Linked DNA regions of Sus scrofa: region 2 is linked to region 1. The links are chromatin contacts, called in public HiChIP or PLAC-seq maps. All regions are on one chromosome and are shown on one strand. Each heading gives the region's core, a stretch centred on a gene start, on an enhancer-like site or on the middle of the called end of the contact. The rest is flanking DNA. Distances are from core to core; before and after follow the strand shown. Region 1 holds the start of DEPDC7 (DEP domain-containing protein 7). Region 2 holds the start of PRRG4 (proline rich and Gla domain 4).

Region 1 (6,123 bases), core at 1,161-3,660:
TGTCAAAAAGAGAAAGACAAATACCATATGATATCACTCATATGTGTAATCTAAAATATGACACAAATGAACTTATCTATGAAACAGAAACAGACTTACAGGCATGGAGAACAGACTTGTGGTTGCCAAGGGGGGAGGGAAGGGGGGGAGGGAGAGGGAGGGAGGGCTGTACTGGGAGCTTGTGATTAGCAGATGCAAACTATTATATATACTTATTTTATTTTAAAATTATTTGTTCATTTATTTGTTTTTTGTCTTTTTAGGGCTGCACCTGTGGCATATGGAAGTTTCTAGGCTAGGGGTCAAATCAGAGCCGTAGGCCATGGTCTATGCCACAGTAGTGCCAGATCCAAGCTGCATCTGTGACCTACACCACAGCTCGTGGCAACACCAGATCCTTAACTCACTGAGTAAGACCAGGGATTGAACCTATATTCTCATGGATACTAGTTGGGTTCTTAACTCACTGAGCCACAATGGGAACTCCCAAACTATTATATACAGAATGGATAAACAAGGTCCTACTGTATATTCAATATCCTATGATAAACCATAATGGAAAAGAATATGAAAAATGTACATAACTATATTAATATTTTTTACATATATATATAAAACTGAATCACTTTGTGGTATGGCAGAAATTAATATAACATTGTAAATAAACTATACTTAATCAAATAAAAAAACTTTTAAAAGATATGTGTGGTTTTCCCACTGTGGTGCAGTGCATTAAGTATCCAGCAATGCCACAGCTGTGGTGTAGGTTGCAGCTGTGGCTGGAATTCAATCCCTGGCCCAAGAATTTCCATATGCCAGGCAGGCGTGTAAAAAAAAAGAAAAAAAAAAGTGTGTGCTGAAATAATTACGTAATATCAATATGACGGCCCCCTAAACAGTGATGTACTTGATAATTGCCATGGATCTGTAGAGGAGAAATAATCAGTATAATCTGGAAAAAAAGTCTGTCCAGTGAAGAAAGTGGGATTTGAATTAGGCCTCCAGGATGCATAGAGTGTGGATAAGTAAAAAGGAGCATTTCGCCAGGTAAGACAGACAAAGATAGCACAAGCTGGTAAAAAATTCTTTGAAATTTTTATAAAATATCAAAATAGTCGCTTAAGTCAATATTACCGTTTCTCAAGATTTGGTTTCAAAAATAAGATGAGCTTTTTTTCTCCTGAGTAGTGAGAACGGACTTGTGTGTTGATTCGGTTAAAAGCATAAGGTAAAGTTAACTGGTCTACTGGATACCAGAAACCAGTCCTAAAGTGTATCTTTGAGAGCAATAGCCAACTGAGAAATTAACAAAGGAAATTCCTTGAACTGAGGCAAAGCTGGGTTTTACTACCACCAGGGGGAGGGAGCACATAAAAATACTAATCCAAATCTTAGGAGCAGCAATGGCTCAGGTCTCACCCGTTAAACCGGGGTCCCTAAGGTCGCAGCTTCTTGATATGGATTCTTTGAAATAACCACACGTATGTATTCTTCTAACCACGTGTAGGAGCGTCCTCCAATAAGCTAATGAACTCCCATTTAAAAACCATTTAATTTATAACGTTACGGTCGGTCATCCTCCTCCTCCTAATTTATTATACAGTACACTAAAGGTTTAAAATGATTGCGAAATCCGCAAGTTAGAAAGGGGAGGGGGAGAATTGAATTACTGGTCTCATATCAACTCATCTTTTCAGAGGTACCCCAGCATTGGATCCCTTTACCCTCCTCCTCCCCTTCTCTCCTAGTTCTGTCCCTGGCCACCAGACCCAGAGTTACTTTGAAGGCAGCACTGATTTCCTTGGCAGCCAGCCCCAAGGCCAGCCCCTGCCCTCCTGACTGACCTCTAGACATTGCTCCTCTGGGCCAGATAAAAGATTCGTTCTTTACAGGAAGGGATGCGTGGAAATGGGTGTGATATAATATTAAGCACTTAGGTTCCAGACCCAACTACTAAAATGCCGAACATGAGTTAGGTCGTGTAATCCTCGTTTAAAAAAATAAATAAATAAATCCGTTAAGTGGGTACTAATACTGCCCCCGCGCACAGGTGAGGACAGTGAGGCCCAGAGGTAATCCAGTGTGGGATGGGATGTGCTTTGCACCCAGCTGGTCTGAGGCTGCCGGGCGCTTATCCCTGCCTGCGCTTGGACTCTGCCAACCGCGACGAAATGCTGGCCGCGTGGGGCAGGCGCGGACTCGCAGGGTCGTGTTCGCAGAAATATTTCCCATCTGGCTACCCCGAGGCCGGGACTCAAGGGGAAAGCTGCCGTACCTTTCCCTTGCCCGCGGGGCAGCAGGTTACTGCCTGCCGGGCCTGCACGTGACCGGTGGAGCTTGGCGGTCCCGCGGGCCCGCCGGGGGCGGAGGATTCAGGGGGCGGTGCCTGCCGGAAGCCCCGCCCCTGCCCCGGCCAGTTAACTGGCGGCCGCAGCGCCGGCACCCACTTCGCGGTGAGGCAGTCTGAGGTGGTGGCGTGTGGTCCGCTGCTGCCATGGCCACGGTGCGGGAGAAGGCGGCGGCTCTGAACCTCTCGGCTCTCCAGAGCCCCGCGCGGAGGCCTCCCGGTAGGTGCCAGGGACCCTGTCCGGGGGCGGGCTTGGGACCCAGGCTGCGGTTCTCGCGCGGGCGGGAATTCCGCCGGGTACAGCCAGGTCCGCGGCGGCCTCCGGGAGCTCCTCACAGCTGCGGCCGCTCGGACCAGTGCCTTCGCTGCTCAGCTTTCTAAGTTACCCAAACTTTAACTTAACCGTGTCCTAGTCTGTGCTCCCGCTGCGGACTGGGCTGGCAGACGGTCACCAGACGTGCTCCACAGCAGTACTGGTGACAAGTATATCTGCAGTGGTATAGCTCTTTGCCTTCTGTCTCAGCCACAGACCTTGACTCCTCAGTACAGCCATGGCCCAAATGCCTCTCTTGCCCACTTTGTTCCCCAGATTCTTCCTGGGAGTGAGGAGAAGTTTCTGTTATATTAAATTGTACCGGCAGAAACTTGGCTTCAGGTATTTTTTGTGCTTTCCGGATAAACGGTATTTCAATGAATAGAAGTTTTTGCTTTTCTTTTTCAGAGGATTTATGTTATTAAGAGAGACGCTGGTGAATTCTGCCAGCTTAATCATGTGTTGGGGGGCGGTTTGCTTAGAATGTTAGTATGCTAACATCTTGGGGTTTTTTAAATGTTCCAACAACGGAACAGAATTGGACGATCGGTTCTAAAATTCTAATTCCAACGTATCCTACATCTCAGTTAATAGAGTTAAGACGTCCAGATAACACTTGGCTTTTTTAGTTTACTTTTAGAGAAGTTAGAACTTTCCCCCTTTTTGTAGCTGCAATGTGGGGTGCTTTAAGAATTAGTTCCCCATCTGACAAAAACTTTTCATTTGTAAAAACAAACCAGTGAAACTGTGACTCATTCCTCAAGGTAAGAGTGGTCAGTGGATTGTCGTAGGTCACATTGGGTGCATAATCTTCAAAATGCTAAGAATAAATTGTGATAGAGAAGCACTTTTCTGTTTGTACTTTTCTAAAAACAATCTTAATATTGACCTTATCCTCCAATTGAAAGGATTCAGATGAGCACATGATGGCTACATTCAGAATTTTTCCTTGTTTTATAGGAGAGAAGAGAAATAATTCATCATTTAGGAATATAAAATCAAATAGTCTTGGAAACAGTCTTGAGAAATCTTTAGGCTCACTTTTTAAGTGAAAGAAATTCCCAAGTTTTACATGATTAAAAGTCCTCTCTTGAAGCTCCAATTGCGGCTCAGCAATAATGAATCTGACTAGTATCCATGAGGACGCAAGTTCAATCCCTGGCCCCGCTCAGTGGGTTAAGGATCTGGTGTTACCGTGAGCTGTGGTGTAGATTTCGGATGACGTTCAGATCTAGCGTTTCTGTGGCTGTGGTGTAGGCCAGCAGCTGTAGCTCCCATTCGACCCCTAGCCTGGGAACTTTCCGTATGCCCAGGTGCGGCCCTAAAACGCTAAATAAATAAATAAAAAAGTCTTGTCTTCTCTAACACTTGAAATACCAATTCAGAACTTTGGTCATTTGTGAACAGATTCTTAGTGCAAGGGAACATGTATTCAAAATTAAATAGATAACTCTCAGAGGGAAGAGTTAAAATGATGGTTATGGAATTTGAACCCAAGGAAAGGACCACAGTCTTCTGCATACTTGGTGCAGTGGGCAGAGAAGGCCTCACTGCCTATTCTCATGTGCTTTGCTTGCTGCTGTTGGAACCCTCCCTGTTATCCTGTGTTAATCCCCTTTCCACTCTTTAGTTGCCTTGTCACAGTCCTAGTGAGCACGGTAATGGGAGCCGCTGGATTTTGGTTCCTTGCCATTGTCGTTCTGTGTGCTCTGGCAAGCAGCTTTGTATATTTGTTTCTTTACCTATTAGTAACTCTTCCACATTTTAAAGGGGCTGTAACAACCAGGGAGCTGATCTGTATGGAAGAAAGAAAGTCTATAAGCTAACCTTTAGTAAATACTTGCAAGATATTTGCCTTTTTATATAGACAGGTAAAAAAGTGGTATGTTATCCTGTTATCCCTTTAGACTGTAACCTAATTCTTTGAATTCACCTGGTATCACTTTTCTAGGGAGCTCAAAGTACTTCCCATATGCTCTCTCTTTAATCTGTATGAAATAAAGTATCGACCCATGCCTAATTTTGTTGATAGTTCTAACATATTTTAAAATTGTTTTTTATTTATTTTACATAGTTTACCTGCAGCCTCCTTTTCAGAGGCAGTGTCAGTCTTCAGCATGGCAACTTTAATGCCTTGTAAAATGAAAACAAACTCTTGGACTACTAAAACCAATGTACAGTGAAAATGTTGCAATATTGGTATTACTCTTAGGAATTTTTCCCCGCTCAGTCACAGCTACCTAGTTTTAATACCCCAAATACAGTTCTCTACATTTATCTATTTTCATGAGGTTTTTTTGGTTAATGTCCAATAAATATAGTCTTTTTCCTTTGTCTTAACAATTCTGTAACATTTTAAAACTTCTTTTGAAAAAAATAATTCTTTAGTAAAATTCTCTCAAATCCTAAATGATTTAGGATTTTATATACTTGTTATTTTCTTTCTTTTTTTCTTTTTTTTCTTTTTTTTTTTTTTTTTTTTTTTTGGCCACCCCTTTGCATATGGAGTTCACAGGCCAGGGATCAGATCCCAGCCAAAGTTGTGACCTAAGCCACAGGTGCAGCTAACACCAGATCCTTAACCCACTGTGCTGGGCCAGGGATCAAACGTGCATCCCAGCACTCCCGAGATACCACCAATCCTATTGTGCCACAGCAGGAACTCAGTATACTTGTTATTTTCTGATGAAGAGTTAAATATTTTGATATGTGTCACATTTGTCTTATCTGCTAGTTGTCTTTATTTGACTGAAAACTGTTCAGAGCTTGACATCATCATCCAGGTGGTATGAATAGGTAAATGGTAGAACTTTACCTATTTGTAGGAGGGTAGGAACTGTGTCCTGTTGGTTCAGAGGAAGGAAGAGACCCTCTTTTTTCTTTATACTTTTTAAATAAAAAATGTTTAGACTAGATTTGCAAAAAGTCACAAAGTTAGTATGTAGAGTTTCCATATGCCCTTCACTCAGTTGGCCTTTTTATTAACATCTTACATTAGTTAATACATTTGTCACAATTAGTGAAACAATATTGCTAGTTGATACTTAGTTTTTGCCTAATGTCATGTTTCTGTTTCATGGTCCCATCCAGGATATATTACAGTGAATCCACATCTCCTTAGGCTCTTCTAGATTGAGATCGTTTCCCCTTTCTTTTTTAATACATCTTTGTTTTTTTGTTTTTGTCTTTTGTCTTTTTAGGGCTATACTCAAGACATATGGAGGTTCCCAGGCTAGGGGTCGAATCGGAGCTGTAGCCGCAGGCCTGTGCCACAGGCACAGCAATGCGGGATCCTTTAACCCACTGAGCGAGGATGCTAGTCAGATTCGTTTCCACTGAGCCACGATGGGAACTCAACGGGAACTCCTTGATACATCTGTTAATTGCTGGGTACATGCCAGCCACTTTACATATATGTCTCATGTGAGCCTCACAATAACTGAGAGAAGTGGAATTAGCTATG
Region 2 (6,123 bases), core at 1,315-3,814, 150 kb before region 1:
TTTGTTTTGGTCCAAATATCCAGATATGTGGATGGACAAATTCTAACCAAGGAAATGTCATCAAAGTTCAGGTCTGCTTATTCCACAGCATGACGCATCTGACTATTTCCCTCTCCAAATATAGTGTAATGTGATTTTCCTACCTGCGAATAAATTGCTTCCACACAACCACCCCCCAAGTGTACTGAGCATGAACATAAAAGAACTCCACCAGGTTCTATGGAGGATAAAGATAAGTCAGTTCTTCCCCTTGATAAGAACTTACAGGGCCCACATTCTTGGATATAGATCTTAGATTAAATTCTCCTTGAAAACAGAGTCTGTGGTGTTTCTCTATCTTCAGGGCTAAATGAATGAGTAAATAGAAGAATGGGTGTTCTAATGGGGATGTTTCCTATTTTAGGATGTCAACCACAAGTAATCATTTTTAGCCTTTTCACAGTGTGATCTCAATAGCTTAGAACAGTAAAAGGATTGAAGAGCCATCTATCATAGAAACAGTTTAAGAACAAGACGGACAAATGGAAATCAAGGAGGGGGAGATTGGGAGGAAGAAAAATAAAAAGCACTGTCTAGAAAGAATCAGTGAAGACAAATTTCTTCAGAAAACTTAGGTAGATTTCAGTTGATTCTAATTATTTAGAATAAAGTAGGAGTTCCCATTGTGGCTCAGTGGAAATGAATCTGACTAGTATCCATGAAGACACAAGTTCGATCCCTGGCCTCACTCAGTGGGTTAAGGATCTGGCATTGCTCTGGCGTAGGCCAGCAGGTATAGCTCAGATTTGACCCCTAGCCTGGGAACCTCCACATGCCACAGTGCGGCCCTAAAAAGAAAAAAAAAAAAAAAGAAGAAGAAGAAGAAATTAGGCAATAGCTTTTGTAGGGGGAAAAAGGAAGTTGGTGGAATTTGAATTAAAGATGAGAAGGGGAAAAAAATGTTTCTTTTGGCTTTTAGCAAGGGCCAAGCCACTTAAATAACATCAAAGAGAATAAATAATGTTAAAGAGTTGCTGGCATGTTATTTGGACAAGGACGTATGTGAATATCACCTGGCATAGGTGCTCTGTCAACCCTCTGCCTTCATTACTTGAGGCAGAAATTCTCAAACTCTTTGATCTCAGGACCTCTTCACACCCTTTAACATTATCAAGGACCCCAAAGAGCTTTAACTTATGTGAATTTTATCTAATGGTATTTATCATATTGAACTGAGAAATTTTCAAAACATTATTTCTAATCAAGACAACAAAGTATAGGGAGTTGCCATCATGGCTCAGTGGTTAGGGAACAGACTAGTATCCATGAGGATGGGGATTCCATCCCTGGCCTTCTCAGTGGGTTAAGGATCCCGCGTTGCTGTGAGCTGTGGTGTAGGTTGAAGATACTGCTCAGATCTGGTTGCTGTGGCTCTGGCCTAGGCCAGCGGCTACAGTTCTGATTCCACCCTTAGGCTGGGAACCTCCATATGCAGCAGATGCGGCCTAAAAAAAAAAAAAAAAAAAAAAGACAACAACATATAATTTCTTTTTTGGGTTTCCTCACAGGCTTAAAAAACAGCTCAAGATTTCAGATAACTATTTGAAAATGATGAGGTTGCAGCTATCCTGGCAGGTATGACCAAAGATAGCTAATAAAAAGTACAGAAGTACTGAGAACAAGCAAATTTTATTCTCTCTAAATCTCTATTAAAAATGTCTTGGAGTTCCCGTCGTGGCGCAGTGGTTAACGAATCCGACTAGGAACCATGAGGTTGCGGGTTCGGTCCCTGGCCTTGCTCAGTGAGTTAACGATCCGGCGTTGCCGTGAGCTATGGTGTAGGTTGCAGACGCGTCTCGGATCTCGCGTTGCTGTGGCTCTGGCGTAGGCCGGTGGCTACAGCTCCGATTCGACCCCTAGCCTGGGAACCTCCATGTGCCGCGGGAGCGGCCCAAGAAATAGCAACAACAAGAACAACAACAAAAAAAGACAAAAGACAAAAAAAAAAAAAAAAAAAGTCTTGTACACTGATACTGTAACTTACTATCATGGAAAACAATACATATGCAGGCATTTTATTAGTTAACTGAGTGATGACATCACTACGCGTCAAACAGCCTCTGGAAATTTCCACTGTACATTCATTAGAGAAGGAGAGTGAAAAAGGCAAATCGTGTCTTTGTACCAGTTGACCCGAGACCCCTGGTAAGGATCTTGGAGATGATCCAGACCTGGTGGACCAGATTTGAGAACCAATGCAATCGATTATATTTAAGGTCACTTCCCATTTTATATTACTAGAAAAGTGGGTTTTCTCTAGTCACCATTTTGTTCTCGTTCGCGGGCCACCCTTTGAGACTTAAGGTAACCCCAAGACACACCCCACCCCACCCCCCACCTCCTGGAACTCAAAGCGAAAAGCCCAGGACGCGCCCGGGCGGGGGCGCTCTGCTCAGCACTGGGAGCCCAACACACTCTCACCGGTTGGCAGAGGACGCGGGGTCTAGAAACCAGTTCCAAACCTGCCACTCGCGCGCCTAGGCGGAGCCAGAACTGGCTGCCAGTGGCCGGACTCAGGGCGGAAGCGGCAGCGGCGGCGGCGGCGACAGCTAGGCGCGGGCTCCCGGGAGAAACCTGCCAACTGCCCCCCCGCGGCAGGTAGGCCCGCCCCCGGGAGGAGGAGCGCGGCCAGGTGCTCCTAGGTGCTCCTAGGTAGCTGCCTCCTCCCTTTCCCACCACTTTACTCCGCGGCCTCCAGGGATCAAGGCAGGACGCACACCGCACGTCCCCAGGCCGGCCCGGTCGCCTCCTCCGCGGACCCCAGGCTCTACCCTGTCCCGAACGCGGGACCACCCCTGCCCTACGGAAAGAAAGGCGAGGATCTAGGGGGCGCCGAGACAGAGGGTCTGGCGGCCACAGGAACTACTCAAGCACCGGGCTCCGGCCCGGGAACTGCTGGAACATGTTCCGGGAGCTGCAGGTGAGCGGCCCGGAGACTCGTCCCGGGGAGGGGAATGGGCGACTAGGTGGGGTCCACCTCCGCGGACCGGATCCGATTTAATTGCAAAGCAGAGGGTCGCCCGCAGCGACAGGTGTCCGCTTAGCCGTCGGCAGGACCCCGAGGGCAGGGGACGACATGAGTCCCCTGACGCTCTCGGGGCTGCTTTTCGGGGCGCGGGTCGGACCCTGGTGACCGAAACCGCGTTCCAGACGCAGTCTTGCGGTGGCTTTGAGCACAACAGGTCGGTGACTCAGTTCCCAGAGGAACTCGAAAGTGCTGAGCCGGGGGCTTTTTTTTTTTTTTTTTTTTTTTTTTTGACGTATTTCTTTTTGGTGGTTGGTTGATTGGTTGGTTATTTTGCTTGTTTTAGTTTATTTGACAGTTGCCGGACTATGTTTACACTCCTGGTGCTACTCAGCCAACTGCCTGTAATTACCTTCGCGTTTCCTCATCTCACAAGTCCAGAGGAGTCTAGGCATGCGGGAGAAGAAGGTAAGAGTGGCTTCAGGTTCCAAGAAAAACCCCCCTGGAAACCCGAGCGGGTATTACAGCGCATGCCCCGCATCAGTCATAGAAGCACTAAAATATCTTACAATTTGTGGTTTACTTGGTAATGTTGTGGTGTGTTATGTTAAGTGCAATTTATACAAATTCACTTCTGTGAGTTACTTTTGATAAATATATACTTAAGACCAGGTTTGTGGTTGACTGAATGGAAAGCCTGTTTTAACTTCTGAAAATCAGTGAGCGGCCCTTCTGCTAGATGAGGCTATGTGGTCATTATAATGAGCATAATTACTTGTTCTTCCTGGAAAGATGGACAGGGAATTCAGGATCTAATCTGGATTTGTTATGAGACCTTGGGCAAGTGATTTGAACCCTTTCAGCTTGTAAAATGGTGGTGGGTGTGGAGTGGAATGATCTCTGAGTTCCTTTTTTACTTTAAAATGTCTGTTATTGGGGTAAAGTCAGATGGTGTGAGAAGATTAGATTTGGAGCTTGCTAACCTAGAATTACACACCTTGTGGGCTCCAGGTCATTAATGGACTGATTACTGCCCACATTTTGAAAGCCTACCTTAGGGGAAAAAAAAAAAAAAGAAGAGAAAATAGCATCGGCTTGCCTCTTCTCACTGCCTAGTTAGTGCTCCCTTATTCAGTGCCAGTGCTTTGGATCTACCTCCCCACACTTTCCTGTCCCTTATTCATTCTCATCGGAGCCTACTCTCATTTTCTTTTGGAAAGGATCTGTTACACTAATACTCCTGGATGACTTATTAATCATTAATGCAACTTAGTGTCTCAAACCTTCTAGGAGGGTGTGTGTGTGTGTGTGTGTGTGTGTTTATTAAAATAGGACAATGTCTTAACCTGATTTAACCTGAAGGAATCAACCCCCAACAACAGACTTCTAAGCAATTGGGTAGGCTAGCTACCGGCATAGGAGGAGATTTAGAAGGAGATCGTTTTTGGTGCCTCTCAAGTTGCACCAAATATGTAATTCCACTCATGAATAAGGTTGATGATTCATACTCAGTGAGATGAAATGCTGATCTCCAGAATGCTTGTGAGTGCATTCATTCATTCACATGCTACAAGTGTAAAAGACACTTTCAAGGACATCACAAACTATGGAAGGGATTTGGAGATGATACTTGAATGCAGATGGCTAGAGACATCTGTGAGAAATGTCAGTGAGGAATCTTATATATTTTTAAAGCCCAGGAGTTCCCTGGTAGCTCAGAGAGTTAAGGATTTGGCCTTGTCCTGCTGTAGCTCTGGTTACTGCTGTGGTATGGGTTTGATCCCTGGCCTGGGAATTTTTGCATGCCAAGGGTACAGCCAAAAAAAATAATTAATTAAAGATAAAAAGCTGATTTATTCAGTTAATAACTATTAAGCTTAGTATACTAGGCCCTATACTAGGTACTGGAGATGTAGAAATGAAAGACCATAATCCCTCCCCTGGAGGACTGCTTCATCTGGTGGGAGAGGCAGGGTGTAAACCCATAATCTCCACAAACTCTACGACAGAGGTAGAAACAGAGTTTAAGTGCAGAGGAAAGAGTGAATTGGCAATAACTCTTGTCTCAGGAGAGTTGCATGGCTCAGAAATCAATGCTCTGTATCTGCAGCTGAGACATAAGAAATGGAGAAAAGTAACTTGGAAAATAAAGGACCTTCAGCTACATTCTGATAAAGCCCAAGAATAGGGTTGAAAGGGAATTTATTTAGAAAACATGGGGATACTGGACAGAGGACAAGAATGGACTATCTCAGTTGCTGGGTTTAAAATAGTGGAATACACAGACAGCCTCTAAGGATGGTCTAAGGCAGGAGAAATAGAGATGAGAAGAGAATCTGAGGAGGCGAATACAAAAGAGCAAAGGCCAGTGCATCCCCCTGCAATGGCCAGATGAAAATAGGGACTCTCACTGGAAATTTAGGATACTCCACGGGCAAGGGAGTTGCCTCTTTCAATTACAAGCAAATCCATGGCTACTTAGAGCCCAAATAACAAAGGACGGTATTTCTCCGAGGATCATAAGAAAGGCAGAAAAAAGTTTGATAAGGCACTGAAGGTCTAAGGTCAACCACAGATTAAATTAGAATTTTCACACTCTGGGAAGTGGGTAAGCAGCAGCCACTCCTGAAAGGCATGTTTTATTATTTTTTATTTTTTTACCTTTCTAGGGTCCCTACCTGCGGCATATGGAGGTTCCCAGGCTAGGGGTCTAATTGGATCTATAGCCGCTGGCCTACACCACAGCCACAGCAACATAGGATCCGAGCCGTGTCTGCAACCTACACCACAGCTCATGGCAATGCCAGGTCCTTAACCCACTGAGCAAGGCCAGGGATTGAACCCGCAACCTCATGGTTCCTGGTCGGATTCGTTAACCACTGCGCCACAATGGGAACTGCAAGGCATGTTTTATTCAACAGTGAGGACTTTCACTGGTATAAACATCATGTCAGGAACAATAAAAATGTTGTTGCCTCTCTCTTTTTATCTTCCTTTCAAGTTTAAAGTCCCATTTGGAGGGCAGCAGAGTTTTATAACTCAGATAACTACTTGAATAGAAGACTGACACTGCTTTTCTAGCCAACAAAACGTGAAGATCTGGGGATATCTGAGAAGTA

The links. HiChIP or PLAC-seq counts read pairs in DNA pulled down with a chosen protein or histone mark.
Region 2: a contact with region 1 is called in an H3K27ac HiChIP or PLAC-seq map of alveolar macrophages. The contact joins the promoter of PRRG4 here to the promoter of DEPDC7 in region 1. A contact is called at or near these places in 1 of 5 promoter capture datasets (liver) and 1 of 2 datasets of contacts at active chromatin or transcription factors (alveolar macrophages).

Annotation. Positions count from the first base shown.
Region 1 is chr2:27,925,146-27,931,268 of Sscrofa11.1, reverse strand. It overlaps DEPDC7 (DEP domain-containing protein 7), which reads left to right and starts at 2,410. Exons shown (of 9, transcript XM_021083209.1): 1 at 2,410-2,567. The coding sequence starts at 2,495.
Region 2 is chr2:28,077,726-28,083,848 of Sscrofa11.1, reverse strand. It overlaps PRRG4 (proline rich and Gla domain 4), which reads left to right and starts at 2,564. Exons shown (of 6, transcript NM_001244836.1): 1 at 2,564-2,959; 2 at 3,351-3,472. The coding sequence starts at 3,373.